Linked DNA regions of Zea mays: region 1 is linked to region 2. The links are chromatin contacts, called in public Hi-C maps. All regions are on one chromosome and are shown on one strand. The core of a region is the stretch at or near the end of the contact, and the rest is flanking DNA. Distances in the headings are between cores, read along the strand shown. Region 1 overlaps LOC103644152 (a long non-coding RNA gene). Region 2 overlaps LOC103644146 (nuclear pore complex protein NUP1-like).

Region 1 (6,946 bases), core at 2,181-4,680, 410 kb before region 2:
GGGTTTTCTACCGATCCCATGAGCCCATTCCATATGTATCTTCTTGAACTTGATCGGGATACCCAAAATATATATTATTGTCACATCATTTGCTTGATTAAAATTAATATTACATTAAATATATCACATCAAGCAAGATACACCTTTCTAACATAAAACATAAGGTTCATGGAAACAAACATTAGACATTCTTTCATATGCAATAGAATATACTTAATATTGCATATATATCCTTTCATGTCATATACAAGAAAACAGAAAATAACATAGTTATTATTGCAAATTGGTAGTGCTAAAAATTGGATCGGGTACCAAAGGTAAGCTAAAAAATTCATGGAAACTTAAAAAATCGTATTAGCACAAATTGATTTAACCAAAATAAATATGTATCATATTTGTTGCACAAATAAACCATTCATGTGTTAAACAACACAAACCCACTTTGTGTCATGTTCGCTTCTTGCATCTTCAAATGTTTTTCTCTCCCCTCTTCTTTCTTACTTTCTTGTTCTCCTATCATAAAGGAACTATTCTACTCTCATTTCTTTAGTAAAAACTATTGTCGCTCTTGTGCATGTCCTGGATGATCTAGTGCCCATATATACATAGCATATGTGCTGTTAGACTACAATCCACTTCATGGGAAATGCTGGGAACATGGTCGAACCAGACCTCGGTCATCCGTCTCCAACCTCAACAAACCTTGTCTGCGAACGCATAAAATCGTCTCAACATGAAGATTCGAATGGCGATGACTTTGTTGTGCACGAGAAGTCGCCCTAGCATGACACGAAGGGTTCGAAGATGCCATTTGGGATCTATCGGCAACGGGTCTGAATCAAAGCGGGGTTTTTTGGTCCAAGAGGTTGAAGACCTCAAGGGCTTTGCTCCCGGTGGTTACCCTGGCGAAGACCTGGGTGCTGCGAAGGAGATCGTTCCTCTACGCCAGACTAGAGGATGGACCGACAGGCGAAGACGAAGACCTCAACACGAAGGACTTCGGGACTTAGGACCAGGTAGATTAACCACGAAAAACGGAGGGTCAGTGGGTCCCAGCAAGCAACGCATGCCTACATGTCGACCTCATCTATTGCTACAGTGTTTGATGTAACTAGCTAGTTCTAGGGTGGCACTGTTCCGTAGTTACCCCGTTATATAATATATTATGAGAATGTAGTAGGTAACAAGGGTACGAATATACATTAGATCGTAGCGTCTTGTTTACCTATAAATACCCTCGTCCGGCTCTTGGACAGAACACACTTCACAAAACATTTGAGCACCCAACTTCCCATTTTGTTGAGCACAATTACCCTACCCGCACCTGAGTGTTTGGGCCCAGGTGTTAAAACCCAACGAACAACATTTAACGTCTATGTCCATCCACATGTATGATTGTTGTTACTACTGTTTTTCTTTACTCTAAATTACATGCGCTACAATTTACATAAATTGAAGAGAGACGAGAGGGTCTTTAAACTCATTATTTTTAAATTTTGTAGTCCTGGAACCATTACACAAAGACCCTTTATAATAAGAATTAATTTCTCCAACTGCATAGCCCACTTTAATTTTAGATAATGTAACATGTTATAAGCTGAGAGTCCAAATTTAGCTGATTTTATTTGTCACAGTTTTCTCTATAAACTTAGGGCTAGTTTATAAACACTATTTTACATTTTTTAAAGAATTTCTATTTTTCTATAAAAAATAAACTATTTCTTAATCTCCTAGAAAAATACGGTTCCTAGACTAACCCTCACATGATTTTCTTTTGCTAAACGGAACCTTCTTCATCGTCCTTTCTTCTACAAGAAAAACTACTGTTAGACTGGTGGCAACGCGGGCGGTAGCGCGGGCGAGAGAGAGCCGCTACCGCCCGCGCGTGGGCGAGAGGCGGGCGAGAGAGGGTCGCCGGGCGACGGCGCTCGCGCCCGCGCTGGAGCGCCCGCCCGGGCGAGAGGCGGGCGAGAGGGAGGCGAGAGCGAGGCGAGGCACTGGCGGGGCGAGAGCGACGTGGCGCGATCTGACTGGTCCACGTGTCGCGATCTGATTGGTCCACGTGTGCTAGCCGTTACAACTAGCCGTTTTTGACCGTTTGGAGTCCAAAAAATTCGAAAAAATTGCAAAAAATCACAAATTTCATCCCCAATCCCTCTATATATATCCCTACCCGGGTGGAGCTCATTCCACACACCATTTCATCTCATTTCTCTCTTCCAAACTCGCCTTTTCTACTCATCTTCACGTCATGTCTTCCTCGAGCACAAACTCAAGTGAAGGAGCTGAAGGGGTAATGTGCAATACATTGCAAGCAGCCATGGAGGAGGCTATGCTCAACCTCAATGAAGAGTCGTCGAGCCGGCCCAAGCGTTGTAATTTTATTTTAATTATTACGCAATTTGTAATTTTTAATTCAATAAAAAATATTATGTTGTGTGTTTTCTGAGCGTTGAAATAAATCCGCGTGAATTACTTAATTCTGAAATAGAAAAGCTGATGTGGCTATAGCCTGAAGCTGTAGCCTGCTGCAGCCTGTGCACTGGAGCAGCAGAGGCGAGAGTGGAGGCGAGAGCTGACGTGGCAGGGGCGAGAGGGAGGCTGTGCACTGGACTCAGCCTTAGTTATAGATGTCCAAACAGTGCGGGCCGCCCGTTTGGCCCGTGGCACGACACGAATTTAGCCCGGTCCAAACACGACCCGGCACGGTCGGTTACGGGCCCGGGCCGGCACGGCCCGTTTAGCGGGCCGAGTATGGGCAGATACGGCGGCCCGCGTGCTTTGGCCCGGCCCGGCCCGATAAATGGGTCGGCCCGACGGCGGCCCACATATTTATGTAAATACTAAATATGTAAATACATTTAATTCTCTCATAATATGTAAATACTAAATACGCGGCCAAACATATATAAAATGCATACATAAATATAAAATGGATACGTAAATATTTTGCATATTATATATGATTAATTCTGTTAAATATATGTATTTATATACCGCTTTACTGTTGGTTCGGGCGAGTGCCCGGCCCGGTCCGTTGAGGCCCACCGGGCCAACGGGCCGACCCGGCACGATTTTTCCCTGTGCGTGTCGGGTTTGGGCATGTCCCTAGGCACGTGGGCCAGCCCGACCCGGCCCGAAGCATCAACAGGCCACGCCTGGCCCGGCCCTATTCGTACCGGGCCGAAACGGGTTCGGGCCGGGTCCGTGCCGGGTGGCCCGTTTGGACATCTATAGCCTTAGTGCGCTGGATGGATAGACAAGTCCTTTCTTCTCAGCGTCATTATTTCGCTCTTGCTGTCGCAGGCACAAATACTACAATACCGGGCGGCGGCGGCGGCGTCAGCGCGTGCATCACCAGCGGTGCATCCAGGAAACTCCCACTCCCGTGCTACATATACAAGTAAGGCATACAGTGCCACGTCCCACGATAGCAGTCAGCAGAGGCAGAGCACAGCAGCTCCGTCGTGCACTACTGCACTAGGACTGGCGGGTGGGGGGTGGCCGCGCGCGGAGATGGGGAAGGCGCCGGCCGCGGTGGTGGTGGCCGTGAACGGGCAGCGTTACGAGGCCACCGGTGTGGATCCGTCGACGACGCTGCTGGAGTTCCTGCGCACCCAGACGCCCGTTAGGGGCCCCAAGCTCGGCTGCGGCGAAGGTACGAGCGGGCAAATGACGACCAGGTTGATATACATTTATGCCTTTGTTCGAGGAGTCGAGCAGAATGGAGCGGTTTTATTCTAGTTTTTTTATGTTTAGTTTCTAACAAAATAGGAGCGGAGCGGTGCCTGTAGTTTTCATATAGAAATTTACTAAAAATAGTTGAAGTGCTTCCGCTCCACCAAAATGGTCGGATACGAGCGCTCTTCTTACTCTTCTCTCCTCTACACTCATATGACTCTCCAACCAAACAAAGAACAGAGCGGCTCCGCTCTATTCTACTCTTCAACCAAACAAAAAATAGAGTGACTATGTTTTACTTGTCAAACAAAGAATAGAACGACTCCATTCTAAAAAAACTAGAACGGAACCGCTCCATTCTAATGGACTCTCCAACCAAACGCACCTTAAGTTAATGTTTGGTTTACAAAATGTAATGTAAATGACAATGGTAGTAATGATCACATTCGAGTGCTAACAATAATAAGTTTGAATAGACTGATATTCGTTTTTAGTGTGTTATCTGATTACGTTGAACTTAAAAAACATGATTTAACGTTATCTGTTATCCATCACGTTACAATTATGTGAATCAAACAACACCTAAGTATGACGCAAAGCTGCACCTTTTTCCTTGGCAGCATTAGGACTCAAGAGAGAAGGCCTCGCCATAATGCAATGACCTGGACCAAAAAAACTCGAGAGAGGGCCCACATTCAAAAGGGTTTTAGAGAAACTATTGGTAGCTATTGGAGTATTACCTATTTTTGATTTAATATTTTAAAGATATCCTATTTTTTATGTTTTGAAAATTATATTTTTTTGGACTTATTGGAGTTGTTTTAACCCTATAACTTGAGGGTGCAACATATTACCCTGATCCCTAAACACCTTCAGTAAACAAGGTTAACTTCTAGAGACAATGCCCGATCCTCGATTTCCCGCGGAGAATTCCTCTATTAGGGGAATGAGGAAGTTTCTCCTCTATGAGGATGTAAACGGAAAAATTCTTCTCCGACGAGTAAATGGAGATAGGTAAGCATTCTCTATCTCCGTTTCCCACGAGGACCCGTTAAACTTACACGTGACATGTTTTCGTGTGATACTTAATGATAAAAATAAATAATTATCTTGTAAAAGATCACTTATTGTACAAATGTGTTTATTTTGATGTGCATATAATGATTTTTTATATCTAGCAATATTTATAAATGACAATGTTTTACATTATTATTTATTAACAAAGAACATACATCTTAGTTATAATATAAGCGAGGTTGGGATCTCTGTCAGGGATTTACCTCTGTGGAAAACGGGGATGAGAAAGAAACGTCCCAGCAAACGTTTGTAAGAATCTCCTTGAGCAAATGTTTTCGTCGCGAGGACAGAGATGAAAGCTATTGTCCAACGGAGAATTTCCGGTTGCCATACTTACTAGTTCCGTCTACCGGCCATGTAGATCGGTGTAACCTAAATCATCATCAGCATGCTCCGTTTTGTCCCCTTCTTGAAGCAACCGAACAAAGGCAGGCGCTGCCTCGTTCGTTTCAATCAAGTCTCCATCGGTTTCAAGTACAGCTCCTTTGTCCAGTTTCCTTGCTCCTTCTCGTCATTTTGGCGCGCCACCATCTCACGGAAATGTCAACAACCCAACGAAAGCAGTAAACCGTACATAGGAAATGAAAGCCAGAGGAGATATTTCAATGGAAAAATGGCAAAAGTGCAACTTTTTTCCCCCCATCAAGCGTATTAGATGCCTTTTTCCCTTGCACAAAACGCTTCTCCGGTTTATTCGACAGACAAAGGACTTGTTTAGTCTGATGTGTGCAAGCCAGCCACCGCTTGGCGGCTCGCATTCATCTCATAGAGCTCATTCTGAGATGAAGTACTCCTCCCTGCTCTTCTCGATGGGCATGTAAATTAACAGGCGCATGTATATGTTGTATTGCGTATCTCATACACAAGAAGCTAATACCAAAGGTAGATTGATTAGCCTTGGAAACTCCTCTCCTTTTCTTTTCAATTGAAAGAAGCAACGATGTGCAATTTGCACGGCACAATTACGCTAACCTACTGCAAATTTTGAAATGGAAAATAACAACATCCTTTGCATTTTTATCTCAATGAAATGATAAGATAGTCCTTCTGTAGTCTTATATACGTGTTCAGCATCCATCAAGAAATAACTCCACGCCTCGTTTTTTAAGAGGCGAGCTTAACATTTATGATGCACAATAAGTATAATTACATTAAGCACGATAAACTTCCTCATAATAAAATATATTCTCTATAATAAACATACTAGAGATATAAATGTTGATAACAGATGCGCAGTTATTTTTTGAGACTGGAGGAATAACCTGTTGTGTGCTCGCAATTTCCTAATGCGGCAGGTGGCTGCGGTGCGTGCGTGGTCCTTATCTCCAAGTACAACCCGGCCACCGACGAGGCGACCGAGTTCTCAGCGAGCTCCTGCCTGACACTGCTCCGTAGCATTGACCGCTGCTCAGTGACCACGAGCGAGGGCATTGGCAACACCAAGGATGGCTACCACGCGGTGCAGCAGCGGCTCGCAGGCTTCCACGCTTCCCAGTGCGGCTTCTGCACGCCGGGCATCTGCATGTCAATCTTCTCAGCGCTGGCCAAGGCCGACAAGGTGGCCAGCCGCCCTACCCCGCCCACAGGCTTCTCCAAGCTCACCACCTCGGAGGCTGAAAAGGCCGTGTCCGGCAACCTGTGCCGGTGCACCGGATACAGGCCCATCGTCGACGCCTGCAAGAGCTTCGCGGCGGACGTGGACCTTGAGGATCTGGGTCTCAACTGCTTCTGGAGGAAGGGCGATGAACCTGCTACCGTCAGCAAACTACCTGGCTACAGTAGTGCTGCAGTCTGCACCTTCCCTGAGTTCCTCAAGTCTGAGATCAAGTCCTCTAGGGAGAATGCAGATGGTGCTGCAGTAGCAGTCTCCAGTGATGGCTGGTACCATCCTCAAAGCATTGAAGAGCTCCACAGGTTGTTTGATTCCTACTGGTTTGATGAAAGTTCTGTGAAGATTGTGGCTGCAAACACCGGGTCTGGAGTGTACAAGGATCAGGACCTCTATGACAAGTACATTGACATCAAAGGAATACCAGAGCTATCAGTCATCAACAGCAGCGTTAAGGGAATTGAGCTTGGATCGGTTGTGTCCATCTCTACAGCCATTGAGGTGTTGTCAGATGGAAATCTGATCTTCAGAAAAATTGCCGATCACCTAAGCAAAGTGGCTTCGCCATTTGTTCGGAAC
Region 2 (6,829 bases), core at 3,873-6,372:
GACAAAAAAAAAAGAATGGTCAGAATAACTCAGCTGCAGAAACAGAAAGGCTACGCGTCACCCAGACAGAGTTGTGAGTCAGAGAGAAGAGAACGAACGTTGTCCTGGTCGACCTCCCCGATCACGTCCTCCAGCTGGACGTCGCCCAGGCCGAACTCCTCGCACGCCACCTGCAGCTCGTCGGCGGTGATGTATCCGCTGCCGTCCTTGTCGAAGTACTGGAACGCCGCGAACAGGTGGTCCTCCCGCTCCACCTTGTTCAGGTGCAGCGTGGCCGCGATGAACTCGCCGTAGTCGATCGTGCCGTTGTTGTCCACGTCCGCCTGCGCGTCGCTCTTTCAGCGGGGAGTTCTGTGGCTTCTCAAAAAAAAACACACACACGCGCACGGAGGTGGATCGATCGTCTCTTACAGCTTGCATCAGCGCGTAGATCTCCGACTCCTGGAGGTTGGCGCCCACCTTCTTCAGCCCCACCTTGAGCTCCTCGAACGTGATCTGCCCGCTGTTGTCCGCGTCGATCATCTTGAACATCTCCTTCAGCCCCGCGATCTCGTCCTCGGACAGGTTCTCGGCGATCACCTACAAACAAGCACCAGGCAAGCCATACATCATCAGGACAGAGCGGCCGGTTTTGAGCGGCTGGATTCTCCTGCAGGAACAGCGTTCAGTTCATCCTTTCTTTTTCATTTTTTGCATGAATCTGTAACGCGTCCTGGCTGCATCAGCCAAATGGCGGCCATCCAGCAGCTATTCACTGGGCGCATGGTGACGACTTACCCTGAGAGCCATCTTTTTCAGCTTGTTCATGGCCGAGAACTGCTTCATGCGAGAAAGAACAGCCGAGTCCAGCGGCTTGTCAGGAGCCAAACCACCAACCTGGACCCAAGGATGCCCTAGAAGAGGATAACAAACAACAGCTTCAGTGAAACAAAAAAACACAGGCAGAAATTGGGAAGCAATGTGACTGATGATAAGTAAGTTAGGGAACTCACGTAGAACTTCATGGGCGGTCAGTCTCTTCCTCGGGTCCCTGATGAGCATTCTCCTCACAAGATCCTTGGCGCCTTCGGAGACGCTGGGCCATGGCTCCGACTCGAAGTCGAGCCTCCCGTGCAAAACCTCTTCGAATATGCCCTGCTCGTTCTCTGCTCCACGAACAAGTGAAGAAGCGAGTGCGTGGTCAGTACAAGAGATCGGCCGTGGAATTTTACATGATAATGCCGTATCAGTCTCGTCGATCAATGCACTGCTTAAAGGTGTGCCACACTTCACCTGCCCAGAATGGCGGCACTCCGGACAGCAGGATGTAGATGATCACACCGGCGCTCCAGACGTCTGCCTCTGGACCGTACTTCTTCTTCAGCACCTCTGGTGCCACGTAGTAAGGGCTACCCACCACGTCGGTGAATATTTGACCTGAAGTAGGATGAATGGATGATCACAAGGATGGAATGCAGAGTTGCAGACAAGTGAAGGTATGCAGCTGCATGTCTCAACTGTTGGCATTTACTGGCAAGGATCAGACTTTCGCCAGTACTTCAGGGGATAAAAACATAGTGTAGTATCAACTAACCACTAAGGATGAAGACGAATACGTATTCGTATACCAGTTTTGTGGTCTTTTTTGTTTGACTATGCATAAATAGGATATAGGATCGGTTATGCAAATTCATATTCTTATTTTTAACATTAAGTTTGTAAATATTCATAAAAGTTAATAATAGATATATAATTTAGATACGAATACGGATATTTTTTCAATTTTTTGTTTTAATAAGCAAATAATGTATAAAAAATCTATACAATATTTTATTCTTACTTATAAAAATGTGTCTGCTAACAAAAAAAAAGGTTAGCATCGAATTTTATACATATCTGCTTTTATTCCGATACCCATTTTCATCTCTACTAACCACCTATCAGGCTATCACTGCTAATGAATGGCAAAATCCTCTGTATTCTAATTCTGGTGAAGATCTAATCGGTAAATTGAGTAGCAGATGCCATTTTATCTGTAACTTACTGAAACAGGGTTATCAAACAGCACTGGCAATTCAAACATGTAGATAGATCACTGAATAGTAACTGCTTTGGCAGATACTGAGAAGCATTGCATTGCATCACATAATGCTGATATTGTTGACCAAACGTTGATGCGATGAGAGAACATAATAAATCTGGATCAGGTCAAAGGGGGGGGGGGGGACGAGGTACAAAAATACAAATTCGCGTCGATATGTAAGGATTTTTTTTTATTTTTTTGAATGAATGAAACTCACCAGGGTGAAAGAAAATGGAGAGACCAAAATCGATGGTCTTGAGAGCGGCCTCCTCCTTCTGGTCAGCGAAGAGGAAGTTCTCCGGCTTGAGGTCCCGGTGCATGACGCCCATGGAGTGGCACGCCTCGACGACGCCGACGATGACCCTGGCGAGCTCGGCGGCCTTCCTCTCGGTGTAGTGGCCCTTCTGCACGATCCTGTCGAACAGCTCGCCGCCGCCGCAGAGCTCCATGACGAGGTGCACGGCGACGGCGTCCTCGTAGGCGCCGCGGATGGAGATCACGTTGGGGTGGCCCGCCAGGTGGTGCATTATCTGGATCTCCCGGCGGACGTCCTCCACGTCGTCGTCGGTGACGAGCTTGCGCTTCAGGATGGACTTGCACGCGAACTCCTTGCCCGTGGCCCGCTCCACGCACAGGTACGTGGTGCCGAACTGGCCCTGCCCGAGGCGCCGCCCCAGGCTGTACTTGTCCTTAAGGTTCTCCGTCCTGCGCTTGAGCACCGAGCCGACCAGCAGCCCGGCGCTGGACACGCGCTTCACCGGCGGCGCCTTGGGACGCGGCCTGGTGGGCAGCGCCTCGGCAGACGAGTTGGGGCTGGAGCTGGGGCTGGCGTTGGCGGCGACGGGGGCGGCGGCCTTGGGCGCCGGCTCCGAGTGGGAGGCGGCGATCTTGACGGGCTCAGGGGCCTTGCTCTGCACGGCGACGTGCACGTCGGACGCCGGCTTCGGCAGTGCCGGCGGCGGCGTCGACTGCGACCGGCCGGGGCCATTGGCATCAGAGCCGGCGGCGGGCAGCGCGTCGCCGTCCTGCGACGTCTTCCACAGCACCGTGGAGACGGACTGGAAGAAGCCGTTCTTGGTGATGCTGGGTCCGACGCACGTGTTCCCCATCGCGGCGTGCGGCGGGGCGAACACGAGTGGCCGGAACCTTTATCGGATCCAAGAACACAGCCCTCGACTCCTGGAGCTCCGTGCCGGCTCAGATCACGTCGCGGGTATATGTGTGCCCCTTCCTCCAGCATCCGGGAACGGGGCTCCCTTTGGGCAGGAGATCGGATAGATCGCGCGGGAAGCTATGGAAAGCGGAGATCAAAGATGGAAACAAGTGCCCCGATCGCCTCGAGTGCGCGTCGAAGTCAACGCGAGAAGAGGTGTATCCCGGAGCACGCAATGCGGAAATCGGACGCCTTGGGACAGCAGCTGTGCCTGCGCATCAAGAATAACGAAGCGGCGAGAGTGACAGCACGGCCACCGAGATTTTGGACCTCGTCGTCTTGCCGGCGCAGCAGGTGGAGGAAGAAGCAGTCAAAGGAGAGCACCCACAGACGCTAGAAACCAAATTGCTCAAGGCAAATTGAGGGGTAGGAAGACCACCTCCAAAGAGGGCCGAAGGTTCACAAGCAAGGGGACAACAGCTCGACCACGACCACGATAGGATATGCAGCTTATCTAGAAGAAGAAATGACAAGAACATTGAAGAGGGGAAAGGGCGGCAACAAAAGGGCAGGAGCTGAGGTTCAGGAAACGCGTGATCCCTCGGTACGTGGTGCAGGAGGCAGGAGCTACCAGGAAGAGGGCGCGAAGCGGGGGGCGGCGAGGGACAGCGGCCTAGTCAGAATTTGTTGATATGATGGTCTATTAAAAAAATCCGCTATAAGTGTATTGTTAATATAGTTTACTTATTATCGAATTAAGATGAGTAGAACATGTTAACGTCAATAAATATACGGATCTACCTTATTTATTGTAGAATTAAAAGATTATATACACACGATAGCAGAAGGAGATAGAGAAGAAATCACCTTTTTATGCATGTTTCTAACAAAAAAAAAGGCAATATATCAACTCATCTTCATGTTTTAACAGATCTGCAACATATAGGAATATATAGTATTTTATTTTACCAACAGATAAACTGTCTCATATCTCTTTCTATAACTGGTTAACTACCTGTTAATCTGTTATGTGGAAAATAAGATGAGTTCACAGCAAGTTTGCCGCACAACATTCTTTTCAAAATCCAAAACCTCGATTTCTGCACATACCATACCAAAAATAAGAGTAACATATACATATACATAACTAGATATAGTTAGTGTTGTTTTTGTGATCCAAATTTTATATATGGAGGCATGTCGTCGGAAGGCTTGGGCCAGAGCCTAGTCATAATTTACTCCTAGTGAAGGTTTTGTCTGTCTACCGCCCATGATTTTTCTCTTCGCATTGAAGGGTTTTCCACGTAAATTTATGTGTCATGCACTATGATTTGTTGATTGATTTACTTTATTTTTCCTTACTGATTCTGATAACAATTAGTATTAAAATGGATCAGATAAACGTTGGACATATATTAACAGATACTCACCACATTCTTTAGGCTTCGAGCATCCAACTATCCACAATAAAGTTTATAAAATGTAATTCTGTTTTATAGACTAGTTTGTAAAATGTAATCCAACTATATATATATAGATTAGCGGCAAATAAAAGTTTTCCTTTTCCTCAAATTAAAAAGTTCATTCATATGTCATAGACAATAAGCAATCAGTAATACAGGATGATTAGACTGTCAGACGTACCTACCGAGGGTCTGACCGTGCAACTACTGTTGTTGCCGATGTGCCGCCGTCGCCTGTCGATGCCTCAAGATGGATAGATGGGGCACTGACCAAAGAATAGTAACAAACGCGAACAACTGGCCGCGTGCGACTCTCCACGAACTACGAAGACGGACGGGGGGGGGGGGGGGGGGGGGGGGGGGGGGGGGTGTGGATGCGAGAGAGCGCCTTGCGCGTGGGTGCACGACCAACCGGGTCGTGCCGCTCCGTTGTGCAAAGTCCACGGCGCGTCACCGTACCACCGGCTCCGGGTGCCAATGTGCATCCGGATCTCCCAGCCGCGGCAGGTGGCCAGTACCATCCCAGTTTCAGCCGTACCGGACTAAAAATTCCAAACTAGGTGCCTGCCCGATTACAGACTAAGCGTAGGTGCCGAGTGGCAGCTTTCAGGAAGAACTGGTCAAGCACACGGGAAGGGAAATATTCTGCTGCGACAAGGACAACACAGCGTGGCACGAGCACGCAACAGCTCACGGACGACGAGTAAACAATCAATGCGTAGGCAGGATTAAGTATGGACAGGTATTCTACGATACAGTTCTGACCTTGTTGAATGTAATAAACCCAAAAACAAAAATACAACAGTGCGTTACACTCCGATACAAATATACCGTAGCCAAACCACAGATAAGAAATCAAGTCGGCATTTGGAGGCAAGAAAACAAAAATTACAACACTTTTTTGTTCTATTTTACACCCCATGAGCACAGGCATATTACACAACATGCAGGCCGCCGGCCCCGATGAGGAAATGAATTGAGTGCACAGGAGACTACACTGACCTTGGTGGATGCGTTTACAAGCCAGCCATGAGATATATAGCGCTATCGCCCTGCTGCAGGGAAATCTGCGTGGCCATAAAACCTCGTCGTACTTGACTTCGTTCCCAAGCAGTGCGATCCAATCACAAATGACACCATCAAAGGAAGATTCCAACAGAGGGCGCACCCTTATCTCTTCTTTGGTGTCCTTTTGACCTTGATCACTCTTCGGTTCGACTTGTCACCGCCACCACCCCCGCTGCCCAACGAAAAGTTCCCACCCTGAAACTCTAGACTGCCAACAGCTGGGAAGGACGGGTTCTGCTGTGCTGAACCTTGTTGGCCCCCGAACTGAAAAACACCACCTGGCTGGACCGCGGGAGCACCAAATACCGGGGCAGCAGATGAGTTGTTCTGCTGTCCAAATGATGAACCAAATACTGGCGCTGGCGCAGGTGCTGCCTGACTAGTGTCATCTGCCATGCTGTCTTCGTTCATCTGATCATTTCCGGGGGAAGCCATGCTGAAGGCTGTGTTGGTATTTATCATTCCAAATGCAGGCTGTGGAGACGAATTCATGCTAGTGTTGGCTGAACTAAATGAGAAAAGTGATGGTTGAGATGGGAACGTTGGAGCTGGCTGCGCTCCAAATGCAAAAGTGTTGCCTGAAGAACCTGATTGCCCAAATGTAAATGTGCTGGGTGGGGATGAACTTGAGCCAAAAGGGTTGCTAAAAGCTGAGGCTGAAGAAGCTGTAGAGGTGCTGGCAAATACACTCGTACTGGCCGCTGTTGATGCACCAGCAGAAGAGCTAGGTGAAGAAAATGTGAACCCAGTGCTTGAACTAGAGCTAAATGGATTCGCAAAAGTAGCTCCAGTTCCAAATGGTGAATTGCCAAATCCAGTCCCTGATGTGGAAGTTGCTGCACCAAAAGAGGCAGTGCTAGGTCCTGATGAGGAAGTTCCTGCCCCAAAAGAGAAAACTCCAGGTCCAGAAGAGTGAGCTGCTGCACCAAAAGTTGATAAAGTTCCAGGTGCGGAAGATGAAGCTCCGACACCAAAAGATGCAGTGCCTGAACCAGTTGAGGAAGCTCCAAGTCCAAAAGATAGCGTCCCAGGTCCAGACGAGGATGCTCCAACTCCAGGAGTCATGACCGGGAATGGTGAGCC

Evidence for each region. Hi-C and Micro-C count contacts between places; a contact is called where the count stands out from the background.
Region 1: a Hi-C map of ear shows a contact between it and region 2, with 2.2 times the contacts expected there. The contact joins two enhancer-like sites. A contact is called at or near these places in 2 of 25 Hi-C or Micro-C datasets (bundle sheath and ear).

The regions. Positions count from the first base shown.
Region 1 is chr1:293,175,250-293,182,195 of Zm-B73-REFERENCE-NAM-5.0, reverse strand. LOC103644152 (a long non-coding RNA gene) reads right to left here. Exons shown (of 3, transcript XR_002749710.2): 3 at 5,749-6,946. Among protein-coding and RNA genes, the nearest start is that of LOC103644152, 8.6 kb to the right of the region's middle. Within about 2 kb of position 3,430, at least 12 of the 20 cell types and tissues checked have an H3K27ac peak or open chromatin away from gene starts, as enhancers often do. A contact at or near this core is called in ear, where this site is marked.
Region 2 is chr1:292,763,959-292,770,787 of Zm-B73-REFERENCE-NAM-5.0, reverse strand. LOC103644146 (nuclear pore complex protein NUP1-like) reads right to left here. Exons shown (of 16, transcript XM_008667343.4): 9 at 5,847-6,829; 10 at 2,280-2,881; 11 at 1,273-1,416; 12 at 993-1,145; 13 at 778-893; 14 at 412-579; 15 at 99-323. Among protein-coding and RNA genes, the nearest start is that of LOC100191430, 7.3 kb to the left of the region's middle. Within about 2 kb of position 5,122, at least 19 of the 20 cell types and tissues checked have an H3K27ac peak or open chromatin away from gene starts, as enhancers often do. A contact at or near this core is called in ear, where this site is marked.